2 separate regions of the Rattus norvegicus genome follow, and region 1 is linked to region 2. Evidence: chromatin contacts called from public Hi-C data. All regions are on one chromosome and are shown on one strand. The core of a region is the stretch at or near the end of the contact, and the rest is flanking DNA. Distances in the headings are between cores, read along the strand shown. Region 1 overlaps LOC120094675 (a long non-coding RNA gene). Region 2 overlaps Il1r2 (interleukin 1 receptor type 2).

Region 1 (2,863 bases), core at 242-2,741, 50 kb after region 2:
CTACTTCCAGATCCTACGTCGGCACTGCTTTGAGAAGCTATGGCTACCTAGAAGACAGTCAGCCCAGCAAAACAGTGGATACATTTTAAACAATTAGTTGCATGATGAGTGGGCAGGCCCTAAGTGGCTGGGAAATCTTACTTCCCTTTCTCTTCCTCACAGTATGAGGCCAGCAATTATTTTCCAACAGATACACCTGAAAGGTTAACTCAGGAAGTTTGAAGTTTCCCTTTCTTAATTAGTGCCTCCCCCACCTCCTTCTGTGACCAGTAAAGCAGAGAGTCTGTCCCCACAGAGAAGGAATGGCAGCTTCTTCAAGGCTCAGAAGTATCTGAGTTTCAGACACTGCTCAACTGTGGACCTACACTCCCAAGAGTATCTGGTCCCCGATGTCCTAGGAAGTCTCCTCAGCAGGAGCTAAAACGCCACCAGAGTAGAGCGTAGGATGTGTGGCTTGGTAAGAGGCGCTGATTGTGACAGTCTCCTCTGTGTCCCGCATCCCTGGGTGGCTGCAAGGTGAAGCTCTACAGAGAATAGGGGTGAGTCAAGGGGACTGAGAGTTACAGCCTTCTCAGAAGCCAGACTACACGGTGACTCATGTCAGTTTGGGGCTATTTGCCAGAGGTACTGCCAGGCTTGAGCCTGGGAGTTAAGCACAGCCAGCCTAATGTCTTAGCTGCCCCACTCCCAGAAGTCCATCTCCTTTTGGAATTTTCTCCCTAGTGTGCACTTTGTGTATACTCTGTGGCAAGGTTCCAGGTTTCCCTAGATTCTACTGGCTGAAAGTTGCGGGTTTCCGCTGATGCCTGTATTATTGTACTGAGAGAGAACTTAATTTTGTTGCAAATATGTGTGGTAAAAAGTAATAAAAATCCAGCATGGGGCTTCTTCCCCACCTCAAACCATTTATGTTCCTGGGTGAAAGACACATTCTTTTTACTTCTAAATAAGCCTTAGGCAGCACAGTAGCTGGGCAGCTGTCTGGCCTCCATGTTGTTAGGATTACCTTCCTAAAGATAAGCCCGGATTATCTTACTATTTACTCTGTCCCGTCTGGGCTGCTCGGGCATCCCTCTGGGCCACATTCTCTTGCCCCGTAGCCCATGCCAGCTCCTCACTTTTCCTCCCGCATATTCTTCCATGATGGCTTCTCTCTGCCTTTCCTTGTGATCTCTTCTTCTATGTCCATCTATGTCTCTTCTGCCCTGCTATTGGTTGTCAGTATCTTTATTTGCCAATCAGAATTAACTTGGGGGCAGGGTCCTAGGGGCTACTACAGACTCCGGGTCTTGGGGGCCCACACTTAGCACTACAATAGACAGTAAAGACAAACACTCAACCAATATGTCGAGCAGGTTGTACACGGGCCACATCCCATTGTTCGATCATTCTGTGTTCCAGGAGGGAGGGCTGTCTCTCACTGATGGGGAAACAGCGGTGTGGATGTGGACATCGATCCGAGTTCTGGTAAACTTGCGCCGGGAGAGTGTGATGTTGTCATCCTACTGTGTCAGGCTTTGTTCAGGCACACCCTGTGGCAAGAGCCACATGCTTTAATGCCCTGCAGGATTGCTTGTTTTAATTGTTGGGACTCGCTGCCCATCACTACGTTTGCTTTTTAAAGGTCCTTTAAGTCGGATTGTTTGAGAGGCATTGGGCTAGTTCTGAACAGCATAGACTGGAGAGGTGAGGTTCTCGGGTCAGAGAGTGGTCTCCTTGCTCGCTCCAAACAGCTCCCTCCCCAGCCTCCGATTCATAATTCAGGGTGTAGAGAGGAGGATGGTAAGAGGGAATATCTCAAAGAGCTTCTAGGAATCTTGCAGGAATGCACAGGAGCCACGCAGAGAGCTGGACGTGGTGCTGTGGGAGGAGCCACGCAGAGTTGGAGGCAGAGCTCTGGTAGAATTGCTTACCGTGAACCTGATCCTCGACAGGACCGTCCACTGGATTTTTGTCATGACTTTGGCTCTCAGTAAGACAACGCTTCCTGGTTTATTCCAGCATTCAGGTGCTCATGACCTTACACTACCTTAACTTTCAAATTTGTCATTCTGTTGTTGACAAGACTTCTCCTAGGGAGACAGTATACGCATCTCTGCTTACCCAGACAGGGAACCCATGACAGAGTAAAGTATGGGTCCGATTTGGTGAACCAATGCGTTTTATTTGGGTGGTTTACGGGAATATTGGTGAGGGGTTCCTTAAAGGCACAGAAATGACTTAAGACAGCTGCATCACCCCAGCATGGGTGGAGGCTCACAGAGCTGGGGACCTGGGACACAATGCAGGCCGGTAGGCAGGCACCAAGTTGGCTGGTTGTCTTCCCGTTCATTCCCTTGACAGTGACCACTGACTGGCCTTTTTGCTTCTATGCTGCCGTGAGACTCTTCCAACCTGCTCGGAAAACATTTTTTTCTGAAGCATGTGTGTCTCCCAGACAGATTTTTAAGAGGAGGAAATAGAGGTAACAACCCATTGTTGACGTGGTTCTCTGACCCTTTGTAGCCACCTTTGGGTCACTGCAGGGATCACCTCTATAAGTCCTAATTAGTAATGTATTACCTGTGTCACGAGGCCCAGATGTCCTTGTAGAGGATCCAGATGTCACAGTTGGGCAACATGAGGTCCGAGACAGAGTCCACGAGAAGGATACAAGAGGCTTTTCCCAATCTCTACCTCACTCTTCATTCTGTTTTTATGTGGTTTCCACTCTCCTCCACATCTTCTCTTCATGCCATCCCTGAACCTCTCAGTTACATTTCTTCCTTCAGCATCTGTCCCACAAACTAGTCACCTGGGTGGTCCAAAGTACCTTTACTTCTCTGTCTCTTTCTGGCTAGGCAGTCCCAGCCTCTGTGGGAAG
Region 2 (3,116 bases), core at 526-3,025:
CTTTCTCTAGCAACATAGTTAAAATGCACCCCAGAGATAAAACGGGCAAAGTTAAGAACATGCCAGGGAAATTCTTGGGTTGTAGATTCCACATGGATTCATAACGATGATACTACACTCGATGTTATTCTATAATGTAACTTTAAGATACATTTCTCCCCAAGGGCTCCATCCTCTTGGATAAAGGCAATAAGAAATTTCTGAGTGCGGGAGACCCCACACGCCTATTGATATCCAACACATCCATGGGAGATGCAGGCTATTACAGATGTGTTATGACATTTACCTACGAGGGCAAGGAATACAACATCACTAGGAATATTGAACTCCGGGTCAAAGGTAAATACTCAACACTGAGGTACCTGACTTGCCTGGTTCTAGAAGCAACATGGTAGAAAATTCAGGACCACCTAGAAACCCTCGAACGTCTTTGGCATGAAGGAAAAAGAAGAAAAACAAAATGTATGCCAACTATTCTAAATGTTACTAAAACACGGACAAGATACTTTAAGAAATATACAGCAGGAAGTTCTAAGAGAAGGAGAATTCTTGGGCAGGAAAGGGATTAAAGTAGGCATTTGAAGGGTGCAAGGCTAAAACTCACCACTAGAGGGAGCAACACCAAGGGGTCCCGGGAAATGGAAGGTTTGAGCACCGCGAGCTGGTCAGGACGCTCTTGCCAGAAGCAGGGAGAGCTTACTGCAGTGGTTCTCAACTTGTAGGTCATGACCCCTTTTGGTGGGGGAAGGATGTCACCTATCCTAGGTGTCAGGTCTTTCCAATACAATTCTTAACAGTAGCAAATTATAGTTATAAAGTAGCAACTCACTAACTTTGTGGCTGACATAAAATAACAACCTGAGTAACTGCATTAAAGGGTGGCAGCTTCAGGAAGGGTGAGAACCACTGTTTTTCTGGGGTTTCGACCAGAGCGCTGAGCATTGGCATAGCCTGTGCAGAGTGCCCTGGCTGTTGGTCATTGAAGCTGTATCCAGATGCCCTGTGTACAGGCTGACCACTACCTGCTTGAGAGCTTAACAGAAACCTTCAAAATCTGGATTTTTTTTTCAAGAATTCGTATATTTTCACCAGCATAGTAAGATCTTGGGGATAGGCATAAGTTTAAACTTGAAATCAGTTTAGGCTTCATATATTTTATTCATATATTACACAAAACCCAAAAACCGTTTGATGTAATATTTAATTAATTAATTTTTGGAGACAGGGTTTTTGGCTATACTTAGAACGTCTATGTGGTCCAGTGGCTATGAGCTGGCTTCTAATCAGAGAACCTATTGTAGCTTTTCCATGCTGTAGTCACTCATGAATGCCACCAGGTCGACTATCACAGTATTTTAATTAATTCTGTGCATCAAAACAGAGTTTTATGGTATGGAATTTTCCATGCACAGCATTATATTGCTGCTGAACAAGTGAGGTTTTAGAGTAATTCAGATTTTGAAAACCTGACGGATTATACTTGAAAAGAACGTGATAGACAGGGCTGGCTAGCATTGAACAGTCGTTTAATGTCTACCCCTCAGCTCTTACATGCCAGAGAGGAAGCGAGGTGAAAGGAGAGTAGAATAAAATATGTGAGCCCCAGAGGCTCATTTGTGTCATTATCCTGCCTGAATTGAAGCCTCTGGGGTATACTTGTTATCCTGTCCTGTGAGAAGAGAACAAGACATCTTCTTGCTCAGTTCGGGGTGGTGCCTGAGAGCGGGCCTCACTACTTGTCTGTGTGACACTGCACAGAAACGCTAGGGGGCGGCAGACCCGCGTATTGTACCGAGTTCTGAAACTGGGGCCACACCGTGGATCTTAAATGGGCTGCCTTGTCTGGCTTCAGTGTGAGAGGAAGCACCTAGCTTTGCAGAGACTTGAAGCCCCAGGGTTGGGGGATACCCGGGATGGGGTGCCCACTCGCTCAGAGGAGAAGGAGAGGGGTGAAAGGGAGGGATTGTGGGAGGGATTATGACTTGGAGGAGGGGTCAGTGAGCAGGAGATAAAGTAAGTAAAAAAAATCAATCAATAAATCAAATAAAATTTGATGAGTTGCGCACAAGATATAAGAATGGGGGGTCCTGAACCAGACGCAGCAGAGTTACCTGAGTACTCCTCACACACACAATCCAAGTGATGCTCACACAGGGAGAATCTGAGTGCTTCTCACATGCGTGCGAAGTTTGAGTGTACTGCCCCCTCTTCCCTGCCCCCAGACTCTGAGTAGCACCCACACAGGAGAATCTAAGGTCCTACGTACATCTGATAAACAGGATCTTGGGAGCTTGAAGTGCTATAATCTATATTTCCCAAGCCCTTCACCCTTAAGGCCATACAGGCACACCCTGGAGTTGGAGAACCACTGCGTTGTCCTATTTGTGATGCTGATCTTTCTCCCTTGATTGTCCCAGCCTTGTTAGAGGCAGCGATGCCACTTTCACAGTGGAGAAGCCACCTGTTCCTTAAGCTACACTGTCCTCTCATCTGGTGCTTATGTCATATGGTAATTTAAGCGCTCTTTAGTAAGCAAAACCGAGAACCGTGAGGCCAGTGGAGGGATGGCTCCCAGCCCTCCACTCCCATCTCTCCAGATGGCCCTTTTGCTCCACTTCAGGTGCCCAGTTTCCTCCAGGTTGTTCGAATCCCTCGGAGGTCCACTCCAGCCTCGGAAAAGAGTTTACCACCTTAGTTAATAAGATATCAGTGACCAAGGTATGTCACTGAATTTAGTACCCAGTGTGGGATTAGCCTTATACACAGACGACTTTCTAACCCATTTTCCAACCCCCATGCCTGCTCATGAAGAAATGGCTAGTCTTGAGGGAGGGCAAAACCTTTAGGCAAAACCCATCCAGTGGCTATCATCAGTATGCATTCAGGAAGCCTGGGGGAGGAGTAGCTAATTGTTCATCACCGAGCAGATAACAAAGACCATCTGCCAGAGGAATGTGTAACTGTGGCCTCTTCCAGTAATGTCTCTGCCGGGAAAGCATTGGCTTAAGATGCTCACTTTCATGGGGAGCCCATTTCCTTTGCCAGACAAAGGCTGATTCTCACAATGTCTGCTCGCACGGGGAAGGGCCACTTAATTAGCTAAAGAAGGAAATCTG

The links. Hi-C and Micro-C count contacts between places; a contact is called where the count stands out from the background.
Region 1: a Hi-C map of the A7r5 cell line shows a contact between it and region 2, with 5 times the contacts expected there. The contact joins two enhancer-like sites. A contact is called at or near these places in 5 of 12 Hi-C or Micro-C datasets (the A7r5 cell line, kidney, liver and 1 more).

The regions. Positions count from the first base shown.
Region 1 is chr9:49,960,175-49,963,037 of GRCr8, forward strand. LOC120094675 (a long non-coding RNA gene) reads right to left here. Exons shown (of 3, transcript XR_005489115.2): 3 at 2,166-2,394. Among named protein-coding and RNA genes, the nearest start is that of H3f3al3, 29 kb to the right of the region's middle. Within about 2 kb of position 1,492, at least 14 of the 93 cell types and tissues checked have an H3K27ac peak or open chromatin away from gene starts, as enhancers often do. A contact at or near this core is called in the A7r5 cell line and liver, where this site is marked.
Region 2 is chr9:49,909,971-49,913,086 of GRCr8, forward strand. It overlaps Il1r2 (interleukin 1 receptor type 2), which reads left to right. Exons shown (of 9, transcript NM_053953.2): 5 at 165-339. Among named protein-coding and RNA genes, the nearest start is that of Il1r2, 31 kb to the left of the region's middle. Within about 2 kb of position 1,776, at least 15 of the 93 cell types and tissues checked have an H3K27ac peak or open chromatin away from gene starts, as enhancers often do. A contact at or near this core is called in the A7r5 cell line and liver, where this site is marked.